Regions from separate parts of the Drosophila melanogaster genome. Here all the other regions are linked to region 2. Evidence: chromatin contacts called from public Hi-C and targeted proximity ligation data. All regions are on one chromosome and are shown on one strand. The core of a region is the stretch at or near the end of the contact, and the rest is flanking DNA. Distances in the headings are between cores, read along the strand shown.

Region 1 (4,445 bases), core at 1,262-3,761, 72 kb after region 2:
AATTTTCACTTGCATTTCAAAATATAGTTTACAATAAATCTTAAAGCGTCTTATAATTGTTTATTTCATTTAGTTTTTTAATTTACTTCAAAATGTGATAGTGCTATCTATTTATACTATAGATACGTAAGTAAGTACAAAAAGCAAGTTCCTCTTGAATATTATTATGAATAATAGCACTTCCTTGACTATGGGAAGGAAAAAGTGAATTTGAGTTAGCGTGTCAGTAGATTAATATGTACCTAATTGTGTATCTATGTGCCTTGCATTTAAATTTAAATAATGAAGATGGTTTTTTCGCAGTGCGTATTCGAAATCGGAATCAGAGCCTGGGTTGGTGGCCAGGGCATTAAAGTGTCAATATCCATTAGGCAGTCCTGATTGTTTAAGCTGCTTTACGCCAACTTCTCTTCTGGCTTTCTTTACCCATTCTCCGGCTCCGGGTTCCAAGTTTCTTGACACGCTCTCTTCTCGCTCTTTTTTTTTAGCCCGGTTCTTTTGTCTCCGGAGTCTTTTATTGCCGGCAAAGCCGTAGCACAATGACTCCTTCTCCGCTATTTGTTCTGGCTGATGTTGGGCTCATTGTTTCAAATAAGAAATGACGCGAATTGGCTAGAGCGAAATGGTTAGAAATGCAAATTAGCGGGAGATAAGAGTGGGCGTGGTCGAGGGAAATGGCCATGGCAGAAAACCCGAATGCCCTGTGGCCATAAGTTGCGCAAATATAAGAGGATATACTAGGAAAAAGGGCTATGAACTTGTCAGTCGGCGAAGCCAAGGGATAAATATTTTTGAGACATTTTCAAATCCAATTTAAAAGTGACCCATAAAAGGACTAAGAACTTTGTGGCAATTTTTTAGAAAGGATAGATTCAAAAATTGAGTTTATATCTCGAAGTATATGTCACTTTTAAATTTTGCTTAAGGCCTAAATAAAAAAAACTTTATTTGAAAATGTGTAAGGTCAAAGTCAAGCTGTTATATATTAAAAATCCATGGTATCATTGTTTATTATTTATACATACATATTACATATTACATATTCACATATTTACATATTTACATATTTATACATACAGTTACACATTGTTAAAACTGACACTTCCACTTTTTTATGAACTTTCCCAGATCCAAAGCGTGATGCTCTATTCCATACCCTTTCCAATCCATTTACTTTAATTTAGAAAGTAAAAAAAGTGTAAAATTACCGCTGGCTAATCTTTGTCATCTGCTGCCTTGCCTGATTTTACAGATTTCTTGTCCAGGTAATTGCAAAAAAAAAGTGAAGTCGGCGAAAGAAATGACAAAGGAAACTGTAGAGTGGCCAGGAAAATGAGAAAGCATCGGGAACTTGAGCTTAATTGGTAATTACACAAAGTCGCGGTATGTTCTACACCTACATACAATTATTTGTGACCCTACATGGATGCTGGGTTCATGGACCTTCAATCAGTCGGGCGAAAAGCCATTTGGTGATTTATATTTAGGCGAAAACTTTTAACTTTAACCAAAATCCCCGGGGATAAACCACGGTCTTCTATTAGTCCGCTTCTTTGAAAGGGGTTTGTGGGGTGTGGGGGTTGCAACCCCTAAAAGCTAAGCATTAGCTGCGCGGGCTGTCGAAACTTGTGGTTCCTTTCAATTAACCTTTCATCTGTTTAACATGTATTATAAAATTAGACGCGGTCTCCTGGACCACAGCAGCAGCAGTGGGTTAAGGCGTCTGAGTGGGGGGGTGGTGTTATTGCCGATGGTGGGCAATGGCGGCCTAATGTATGCACAACCACAACCCCAAGACATGACAACACTATTAAACATTATTCGTGGCCATGGGAAAGGACGGCCAAGCGGAGGTCCTAATTGTCGCCGGGCCAACGCGGCGTATGCGCAATCAATGGGGTAAAGCTCCGGCTAATGAAGGATGAAATCAAAAAATCGCCTAAGTAAAAGTTAAAGCTTATATAAATGTAAGGCTTGACATTGGATTTTTTTAAATCATTGCTTATAGTCAGTGAGGGTATTTTGTATTCGTTAATAAACAGTAAATGTAAAGTGTGTATCAAAATCAATACCACCAGACGAATCAAATTTTGGGAACTATAAGAGCTAAATTTTAACATTAAATAATCATGCAGTTTCAGCAAAACTTTGCTTAAAATAAAAACATTTTTATAACCTTTATAATTTTAAATTGTATTTTTTTGAAATGTAATAATTGGCATGCATGTTGCTATTGTAATGCAATGTAAGATCTAATCATAAGTTTCTATGTTAATAAGATAAGCACTTAAATAAGCGTTTTATATTGTGTCAATGGCATTTACCTCTTATAAACGGATAAAATAGTTTTAAGATTTCTTGATGTGGCCCATTTATTTTTAAAACTGCATACTTATCTACAATTACTGCATCTCGCCCGATTTTTAACATGTAAAATGCGACATGTAAAGTAAGAGCTGGCATGTAGATACGGATACGATAACAGTCAATCGAACCGAACCACAGCGAACATCTGTTTGGCCGTACCATTGCGGCGTACTGGCAACGCCAATTTCAACACGTCACCTGTCTTGTGCAAAAACGATGTAATATTTATTGTTTACGTCTGCATTTCGTCTGTTTTGTTCCTTTTACGTGTTCACGATGAAGTTCGCCGACGTGCTGCGTCGCCTGGACGCCTATCCCCGCACACTGGATGACTTCAGCGTTCGCACAGTGGGCGGCGCCGCAGGTGGGTGCAGGTGTACAATTGATTGTGGCGTTAAGGAACCCAAACAACCGGCTTTTCTCTGATTTTCAGTTACAATTATCAGTACCAGCATCATAAGCCTACTGATCTTCCTCGAGGTCCTCAACTACATGCAGCCAACCCTAAATGAAGAGCTCTTCGTGGACACCACTCGTGATCACAAGTTGAGAATAAATCTGGACGTGACACTGCATAATCTGGCGTGCAACTACATCTCATTGGACGCAATGGATTCATCTGGCGACACACACTTGAGGGTGGACCACGACGTCTTTAAGCACCGGCTGGATCTCAATGGCGAGCCCCTCAAGGAGACGCCCATCAAGGAAATCGTTGCAGTTTCGCCGCCCAATAAGAATGTCACTTGCGGCAGTTGTTACGGAGCGGAGCACAATGCTACTCAGTAAGATAGTGAACAGCTTCTAAGTTCAACCATTAGTTCCACCTATTTTCGCTGACAAGATTTATCTAAGGAGATATCTGTATCTAGAGCTAATTATAGCAATGGCTTTCTAATCTCCCCCTTTTAATACCAACTACCATCCTATCTAGCTGCTGCAACACGTGCGAGGATGTTCTCGACGCCTACCGGCTGCGCAAATGGACCGTGGCCGTGGACAAGATCGAGCAATGTAAGGGCAAGTACAAACGCAGCGACGAGGACGCCTTCAAGGAGGGCTGTCGCATCCAGGGTCACCTGGAAGTGAATCGAATGGCCGGCAGCTTTCACTTTGCGCCCGGCAAGAGCTTCTCCATCCGCCAGTTCCACATCCATGACTTTCAGTTCAGCAATGTGAAGCTATCGCACACAATCAATCACCTATCGTTCGGCGAGAAGATAGAGTTCGCCAAGACGCATCCCTTGGATGGACTACGAGTCGACGTGGCTGGTGAGTAGTGAACACAAACACGGACTCGTAATTCTGTAACATCTCTATTGCAATAACTTAGCGTAATTTAAACAAGATTGGAGTAGGGCTTAAGGTTGTGGTTGTTTAGTAACTCTAGTCAAATGCCAGCAGGATCAGCAGCGAATCCCCGTGCCGATGGCCATAAAGGTGCCAAAGGTTCCGCCGCCCTGGACCATGGTCTTGCCCACGTTGTTGATCAGCTCCCGCCCGCGTAGTCCGTATCTAAAGTGTATTTCAATGTGGTTCGTTAGTTAGCCGGAGTAATTACATAATTGCCGGCCTCCACTTGCGTCACTTCTTTGGAGGAGCGCTAAGTGGAGCATCCGAGTGCAAAGTCCAACTAACCTGAGCGCCGAGAACCCGCCAAAGACCGCACCGCTGGCCATGCCCACGCAGAATCCGATGATGAAGCCCGTCTTCATCTTATCGAAGCACGTTGGTCCCTGCTGGGAAAATGAGCTCGTAGGCAGAGGCATGCCGCTAAGTCCGTGGTTTTCCTGGTTCACCGGCTCTATATGAGTTGATACCGCTGAGTAGCAAGCTCCGCTGCTCCGACGCACTTATGAATCTCGCAGAAGGTTCGTTTATTTTAGGAATATTCAAAATATTTCTATTTATTTCGGCACCGACTAGTCGAATAATTCGTAAACGTGTGAGTGTGAGCAGCTGAGTGATGGTGTGCGTGAGCTGTCAAATTATAGAAGGGTTGCCACTTTGTTTTTCGCTCGGCTTGCCTCGTTCTAGAGAAAGCCGATAGGGGGCGGTAGCTAAAAAGCGGGTGCTTT
Region 2 (4,274 bases), core at 590-3,089:
GCTTCGGGCACCGCCTGCAGCTTGTTGTCGTTCAAGTGCAGATCCTGCAACTGGCTGCAGTTCACCAGGGATCTCTGATCCATTCGGGATATCCTGTTGAAGTCCAAGGAGAGCACAAGTAGATTCTTCAAGCCCTGCAGAGTGCGCTGTTCGATGACTGAGATGCGATTGCGCGAGAGGATCAGTGTGTGCAGGTTGGTGAGATCCGCGAAGATTCCCCCCGGCAGCTGATCGATGTAGTTATCCTCCAGTTTCAGGATCTGTAAACTGGCCAGGGGCCTAAAGATGTGAGCCTCCAGGCGGCTGATCTTATTAGCCGATAAATCCAGCATCATGAGACGCTTGAGACCCACAAATGTGGCAGCATTGATCCACTGGGAATTCAGTTCGTTGCTTGCCAAGTCGAGAACTAAAAGTTCAGCCAACTCTCCGAAGATTCCTGGGGCCAGTACATTGATGGAATTGTTCCTCAAGTAAATTTCCTGCAGTTGTTTGGTCTCCGCGAAGAGCTCTGGCGGCAAAGAGGTCAATCGGTTCGCCGAAAGATCCACAACCCTCAGCGAAAGAAGACCCTCGAAGGCGCGATCGGCCAGAAAACTCATACTGTTCTTGGCCATATTCAGATGGGTCAGTCGGCCCAGAGCCGATAACATTGCCGTGGGCAAGCTGACCATCTTGTTGGCACTCAGATCCAAACTTTGCAGTGTGGAGCCGCAAACTCGTGCCTTCCGCGAACTGAGCGAGGCACTGAAGTAAAAGTTGCTGATGTCCTGAATTTTGTTGTACGAAGCATTCAGGTGCTGCAGGGATTTCAGGGGGCACACCATGCCATCCGGTATCAGCCAGATGTTGTTGAGACTCAGATCCAAACGCTCCAGCTGGCGGAACTCCACGAAGCTATTGGATGCCATCTCCAGCGACATTGTGGACCAATCGCCATTGTGCGTGCGAATCGTGAGGTTTCGCAGCTCCTGCAGACCACGGAAAGATCCATCCGTGAGATTGCCCAGCTTGCAGTACTCGATGGTGAGATCCCTGAGTTCCACCAGCGATCTGAAGCTATCCGGACTCAGACTGCTCTGGAAGAACAGGGCATCGTTGCACTCCAGACGCAGGCGCACCGTGTTCTGCGGCTGGATCACGCTAAAGTTGGTGTTCTCCAGCTCCGAGTTGATGGTCCTCAGGTGACAGACCAGAGTGATGTCATGCTCCCCGCCGCCGGACCAGCGGCACTCATCGGGAGCCTGGTACAACACCGTCTTGCTGAGGGCTGCCCCGAAAATGGGTATTACACAGGTGGCAATCAGCACGTACAGCATGTGGGTGGTGGCCAGCATTTTTGGTGGTTCCTAAACTTCGAATGGGGTTTCGATTTTGGTTAATCGGGGAGGTTATGAGGGGCTTCTTTTGGTCTTTCACTGCTCGTTCTATTTTTCGCCCATTTTGTGTGTGTGCTTATTTGGGATTTTTTAAATTATTTTGTTTTTTGTTTGGTTTTATAGCGCAGCTTTGCACAATCGCCACTTTTCACAACAACACCACATCAACCGATTTAATGCTTGATCTAAAACGATTTTCTTGTTTCTTCCCGCTGGCTATGTAATTTTCTTTATCTTCTTATATCTTTTGATTTCGGTTGCATTCGTTTTTCGATTTCTATATCTTAATTTTATTGCTTTGCAGTTGTTTCGCGTTGACCGTAATCCAAGTGGGGGGTGCGATAGCGCGATTGATAAATTGTGTTCCAATTTTTCTCGAAGCGATACTTCTTCTTTTTTCTATTTCATCCGCTGAACGACAAACGCGCGTCCGCTCGGCTCGAAGTCAACTCAAAAACTGATCGCTCTCTCCGGTTTTCAGCCAGCAGCAAGTGCCGCTGAAAATCACTCATCCGCCTGAGTGACTATGTGAGTGAGTAGCTGAGTACCTGAGTAAATGAGTAAGTGAGCACTCATTGAGCACGCACACAGAACCAAGGAACTAGAGCGAGATGCGATCGAGTAAACAAAACTATGCAATCCGAACGCAAACGCATTGCACGTAATGGCCCACAGTGCACAGTGGGCCGAATAGCAACGAATTGCACTCGGTGGGCAGGTAGAATTAGCATGGGGTTTTGCAACAAAGCAAAGCAAAGATGGAAGATGTGAGGAAGTGAGATCGCGGGAGATGGGCAGGTGATATTAGTCTACAGAAACATGTGTAATTTTAAGACCAAGGATATTCCAAATCTGCAATACTTTAGGGTCAAGGATGCCGACGGAAGGAATAGGTAAATCGATATGCTAGATCTGTATAGCGATCTCCCGATCTGATAAAAAAAGTTCCCTAGAGAAGTAGATGGATGGGACAACTATTAAATAATATGAAATATGTAACAAGTGCGGCACTGTAATCCACAAAGAAAATTTCAAAGCAGTTATTCAAAAGTATAGGAATAAAAGAATCCACAACTTATACTTCTGGAGAATAAAGGTCATTTGACTCATGAATAATGTTTAATTATAAATTAGAATTAAATATTATTATTATTATAATATAATAATGTTTAAAATTGTATATAGTATGAAAATAGGAAATAAATTCAAATACCAATTCGATACGGACAAACAATCTAAGGAAGGACCTCTGCAGTTATCTTATACGATTTCCGGTGTCGTGGCTTTAAATACAAATCAAATTAGTCCACACCTCAAATATTTGTCACGCCAAAACAACCTTGATCTTTGGACAATAACTCCCCGTCCCAGCAGGTTCACACCCACAGCTGGCACCTTGCCGATTTGGGCCCACTGTGCGCACTATGTGCCTCCCCGCCGTTTCCCGCCTGTCGGTTCCGCTGAGCGTCAAAGCCGAGCAAACAATTTCAATTCCAATGAGACATTGACACTCGTCACACCGGTTAGACGAGTTCTACTCCACGAAAACCCAGCTGAGCGTTGAGTACTCAGCGCAATTGAGTGTTTTTCCATATTCAGCAGATGAGATATATCCGTTGAGAGAAACGAAAGAGAACCGATTTGCTGAATCGACGGATTCGAGTGCAAGTGGCGGCTGATCTTCGGCTTTTCTTTGCTTGCCTTGCAGACAGCCACAAAAACCGAAAACGAGACGAAAAAAAAGCAGAGAATAATCATAAAAAATTATTGAAATCAATTGTTAATTCAGCCAATGTCAGTTTGATATAGGCGCACACTCACACACGCGAACCCACAAAAAAATTGACTGATTTTTCTTGATTTATGAGAGCAGCCGCAGCAGTTGGTGGGATTGGATTGGGGCTGGGACTCGAACTCGGACCGTTGGTATTTTTCTTCAATACCGAACCGGACCGGCTGGCCGGGCAATCGAGATTTGTCGGGGAGATCTCAAACTCGGGGGGCTTACTCATTATGAGGTGGCGGTGGCTGAGCCGCAGATGGAGCCGACCTAAAGTTCGAAGGGGTCCGAATACAAGTATGAGTACGAGTCCAAATCTGATATATTTTTTCGCATGATCTGGCTGCCCATATGCTGTAACCGCACTTTCAAACTTTCCCAAAACAATGCGCCAAGCAAAACAGATCGCTACCGGATTAAACAGAACACACAAACAGCTGGGTTCGAAAAAATAAGTGCAACAAGTGTTTTATAATCAATCGGAAGCTTATTCAAAAAAGCTGAGAATTTAATGATCCGAAAAGTCTTCTAATTTAATTTAAGCTTTTCGAAAGTAAAATCCTGACTAAGCGAAATATATAAAATATAATTGTTAATAGACAGTTCTTAAAAAGCTTAGATCAGTAACTTTATAAGCTAAAGTTTAGTTTAATAAGACTTCGTTTAGATATAAAAACATCAGTTTGGTATCAGAGATTTTAAAATATTTAACAAAATATCCATAAAATATTATATAGTTAAGGCTTACTTAAGATATTTGTGTTCATAATTCGCCTTAAATAAAAGTTGATAGCGTAATCGCAAAAATTAGGTTTATTTCAAGCCGAATTAATTTCGAGTCACTCAAGGGTGAGCTGCAAGCTAACGGCTGGGATCGCCGACCATGCTATATTATTATCTTAAAAATAACCACTCAAACTGACAAATAAAACCCCTCCAGATGTGACTAAACCCTTGATTTGCAGCGCTATTATTTCGATCGCAACTGTATATAGTGTAGTTGTACCTGTCGACGCCCGTTGACTCGACAGGTGCTGATTAACCAAACACATCCCAAGCGATGCGTATCAGTCAGCCAGTTAGCCAAGCAGCTTGTTTGGTCTGGATGGGATCGG
Region 3 (4,288 bases), core at 868-3,367, 69 kb before region 2:
CGTAAATGGCGGGGCTATTGTGAGTCTGAACTCGATTGTTCCACTTAGAATTCATTATAGGTGATGATATATACATATGTTGGGTGTGCTATGTACGAAGGTTTTAGAGGTGTAGAAGTTTGAATGGAAAAGTTTTCGAAACCGCCTTTCACAAAGAAAGTTTGATAAGAAAACGGTGGTGGTCTTAAAATAATGGAAATAATTAAATTTGGCTATTAATTTCATACATTAGTAGGGTCTTGAAAAAAATAGCTACACAAATAATAATAAAGGTAGAATAGAATAGCATGATTTGCAATCAAATTTCTATGAACTTAAAAGGATCATGATTTCGTTATTTTAAATACAATTTTTACCGACAGGTGTGCAAACAAAACTCGTATGTTTTTTGAGAATTAACTTAAGTATGCACTGCATCCGCTGTAAATCATTCATTATTATATTTTTTCTAAGAGGTGACTAACCAAAGCACCCACACCTTTTCCACACTTTGATAAGAATCAGATGCTCAAGTTTTTACGTAGAATATCTTGTGCAGCTTTGTTTGCCTTTCTATTATTAACGTTATAATTCGTCGTTTGCTCTGCCCTAAACGAAGATAATTAAGTGGGTCTAGGTGAGTTTGCCGGACTTGTCGAATGCGAAGTTATGCTAAGTTTATATAATTATGGTAAACTTGATTCTGCACTCACCGACTTTGAGACACTGCCGTCCGTCCTCACTTACATATATTCGATTCCAAGTGCAGTTGTTGCTCCAATGCACTCTAAGTTAATATTGTCGCTCCGCCTTTGTCTGTTTCTTATTAATGAATTGGAAGTCTATTATTAATTTTCTCTCACTCAAAACAATAGAAAACGGAAAACAAGACTGTGACCGACATACTTGGCGATCAGGGAGCGTCTGTCTGCAGCCTGTTGGTGTCGTCTTACAGCCGCGAATTCTTCGCACACTCCTCCTAAGATAAGACCACCACCAGGCCGGCGAGCCGAACTCGAATCTCCTCCGCCACCCGACGAGATTGACTGCTTGCCATGGACGAGGAGAGCGGGGTACACGGCGAGAAAAATGTATCTTCAATTATAGGGGTAAAAATAAATCTTTAGTACTAAACAACTTTTATTAATAGATAACGTGACAAAACAATTGGTCAAAAATTATAATTTGAAATCCATTAGAAAGTTATATCGAACATTAATTTTAAACTTTCTGTAAACAATAATTTGTAGCTTAAATATAGATCAAAATTTATTTTAAAAATTTAATTTAAAAATTTAAAAACTTTTCTTAAAAAAATTTCTTTTATAACGAAATCAGATTCTATGCAATCCATATGAAAATAATATTTTTTTTTGTTTTTTATCCTTAAAAACAAATATTGTATAACAATTTAAAAACGAAACACAAACATATTAAATGTCGATCATGAAATAAAAACCATTTTTCACAAATTGATATGTAGGTCCGAAATATTAATAAACTGCAAGCAGCTTACTCTTTTAAATAGACGTGGAAAATCGATGTCTAAAATAGGCGTATTTTCTCTCAGTGCACATCCGAAGCAAAACTGATAAGAGACGAAGGCGACTTCAATTCGTCGGGATTTAGTGGTGATAAGGCGCTACTCGGGGGATCGCAGGGTTTTCGAGATGATCTGGGTTGTAATTAGAGCGAATACAAAAAAATTAGCAGGTGTGCGAGCGGGAGGGGCGTTGGTGCGAGGGAGAGGATCTGAATCACACTGTGTGACGTCGCATTTTGTTGGTTTTGGTTTTGATGTTGCTGCTGTGATATGACTGCTGCTGTGTTTGCCTCTGTTGTTGTTTTCCGACTTTCGGTTTTATGATCTTGCGATAGCGAAACAACAGATTTTTGTTCTGTGCTTGTTGTTCTTGTTTTTACCGCCACTACAAGGCAATTCCAGAATTTTGTTATTTATGTTGCTTTAGATAACACTGTTTGTATTCACGTTTTTGCTTCATTTCCGATCTGCCGGTTTTTTTGGCTTTAGATTTGGAGCATTCGTACTTTTCTCCCGCTCGTGCTGCTATCTTTTTCTCGCACCGTATCGCTCTCTCATTCGCACTGGCACGCAGCTCGCTTGTTGACGGTTTCGGTGTATAGCGTTAACTGAAAGTGTAAGATAATATTGTGGCCCCTATATATGGAGAGCGCTACGAGAACTGGCCGTCTATATAGAGTGGAATGCAGTAATAATATCGCACAGACGAACACAATTATAAATGCTTTCTGCGCTCGTCTTCGCACTGCTATTGTTTCATATTGTTTTTGGTCTAGATGTTGATGTTTTTATTGTCGTTAGCTGTCGAGTGTCAATTTTTCAATTTTAAAAATTGGTTAAGTCGGTTGATCATCTCCGCTTCATATTAGAATTCTAGTATTTTGCTATTTCTATTGATTGATAGAATCAAAACTGCATTCGGTTTAAAGAGTCTTATGAGTCTTATCTCGATGAAATCTACGATTACGTAAACTCAGGCCATATAAGAAGGTGAATGAATGGCTGGATTTCGTAACTGCAGATATGATTTGCTGATACCAGATAAGCCGATTAAACAAATCTGGTTCGGTTGCATTGCTCAGGTGTGTGTGTAGATATTCTCCGTATAACCGATTATTTCTACCTGCGATTGCTATTTGTGATTTTCCATACTTTTACTAACAAATTCTTGTCACCATATTAAATTCGTTTGTAAGCAATGCAAGCGTTACCAGCTGTTTAATTATCTATTAACTGATTAGATACATTGTTAAACCAAACCCAATTTTTATTGAGCTTATTATCACGTGCGTATTGCTCATTTTTTCCGCCTTTCTATATGATGCATCAGAGTATAAATTTCACGTCCAAATTAATCGCAAGACGAATTTCATGAGAACGCATATGCTTCGAATAAAGTACTAATTTATTTTCTAATTTAATTTGTTTTTTATTTATTTAATTCACTCACATTTGAACATATAAATTATATTTATAGAATTAAGCTATGATATTTTATAGATTTTTCGCAACTGCGGCAGGATGTGTGATAGCAACAAAACGAGCATTAGAACATTAGCAGAATTTTGCTGATAAGATACTCGTTCGTAATGCTCTTCACACTTTCCCCATTGGAGTGGGAAAAATCACATCATTGCCGCTTTGGCTATTCAGAATGTTTGCTGGGGTATTAAAATTTTACTGCACCTTCTTGATGCCGCCAGACAAACAGATATTCTACATATATAGGCAAACATATATGGGCTGGAACAGAAGGAGCAGGAGGAGCTGGAGGAACAGGAGCAGACTTCATCACATGTGCGGGCCAGAGCGTGTGGCAAATTGGCCTTTGTGGGTTGTTGTCTGTTGGCCTGGCGGCAAATATAAATGATCTAATTTAAATAATTACGCCCACAAAATGTGACGCGCCTACCAAATTGCCTTCGTTTAATGCTTGAGTGGGAAAATTACCTCCGAGCCAAACCAAAGACTAGAACTAATTTCAAAGTTGGCTTTGCTTATGGCCTCACAAAGTGTTTCCCCTACCCAATCCAATTGTCATTGCCATTGCCAAGTCGATTTCCCAGCCGTTCGGTATTATTAAAGTTTTCCAATTGACAATTCTCGAGTATGACTGTCTCTTACACCGCTGAGGTGGCAACATGCAGCCATTTCGGCTGCTTCTGGAAGCTTTTGATGAGGTGAGGCATCTCCGATTGGCCCATTGCCAAAGTTACTAAAGTATCTGATCATTCGGCAGATGGCGCGCAAGTATCTACAAGATAATATGGGTGGATCTTCTGGCATTCCTGTCCTGCTTCTACTTCATGGCTGTAATATATCGCTATGCTCTCAGGGACGTCGATAAGCCGTAAGTAGATCATAGAATAGAATAGAACGTTTTAATTTATTTAACCCCCAACCCCCTTAACCCATAGTGTTTTCGAGGACATTGTGATGTACTGTCATAGCTATAGCAACCTGATTCCGCTCTCTTTCGTACTGGGATTTTATGTGGGCATTATCATAGAACGCTGGTGGAATCAATATATCACAGTTCCTTGGCCCGATCCGCTGGCGGTTTATGTGAGTGCCTTGGTCCGTGGCCAAGATGAACATGGTCGTCTGATGAGACGCACGATTATGAGATATGTGTGCTTGGCATTGACTATGGTGCTCTCGATGATATCGCCAGTTATAAAGCGTCGCTTTCCAACCTACGATCAGTTAATTGAGGTGGGTTTGCTAAACGCCAACGAGGCAAATATTATGAAGGCAATGGATGTG

Evidence for each region. A called contact is a pair of places that touch in the nucleus more often than the background predicts.
Region 1: a contact with region 2 is called in a Hi-C map of the Kc167 cell line, with 4 times the contacts expected there. A contact is called at or near these places in 45 of 107 Hi-C or Micro-C datasets (the Clone 8 cell line, the D17-c3 cell line, the Kc167 cell line and 17 more) and 7 of 7 datasets of targeted methods (the Kc167 cell line and the S2 cell line).
Region 3: a contact with region 2 is called in a targeted proximity ligation map of the S2 cell line, with 10 times the contacts expected there. A contact is called at or near these places in 8 of 107 Hi-C or Micro-C datasets (the Clone 8 cell line, the D17-c3 cell line, the Kc167 cell line and 3 more) and 5 of 7 datasets of targeted methods (the Kc167 cell line and the S2 cell line).

The regions. Positions count from the first base shown.
Region 1 is chr3L:15,161,694-15,166,138 of dm6, reverse strand. It overlaps CG7011, which reads left to right and starts at 2,511. Exons shown (of 5, transcript NM_140501.3): 1 at 2,511-2,731; 2 at 2,801-3,152; 3 at 3,302-3,639. The coding sequence starts at 2,644. CG6878 reads right to left here and starts at 4,322. Exons shown (of 2, transcript NM_140500.3): 1 at 4,006-4,322; 2 at 3,669-3,882. The coding sequence starts at 4,136. The coding sequence ends at 3,774.
Region 2 is chr3L:15,233,184-15,237,457 of dm6, reverse strand. It overlaps Tollo (tollo), which reads right to left and starts at 1,839. Exons shown (of 1, transcript NM_080018.2): 1 at 1-1,839. The coding sequence starts at 1,337.
Region 3 is chr3L:15,302,084-15,306,371 of dm6, reverse strand. CG7255 reads right to left here and starts at 2,117. Exons shown (of 9, transcript NM_206366.3): 1 at 1,496-2,117; 2 at 886-1,074; 3 at 693-821. Best3 (Bestrophin 3) reads left to right here and starts at 3,587. Exons shown (of 4, transcript NM_168618.2): 1 at 3,587-3,702; 2 at 3,762-3,872; 3 at 3,940-4,288. The coding sequence starts at 3,632.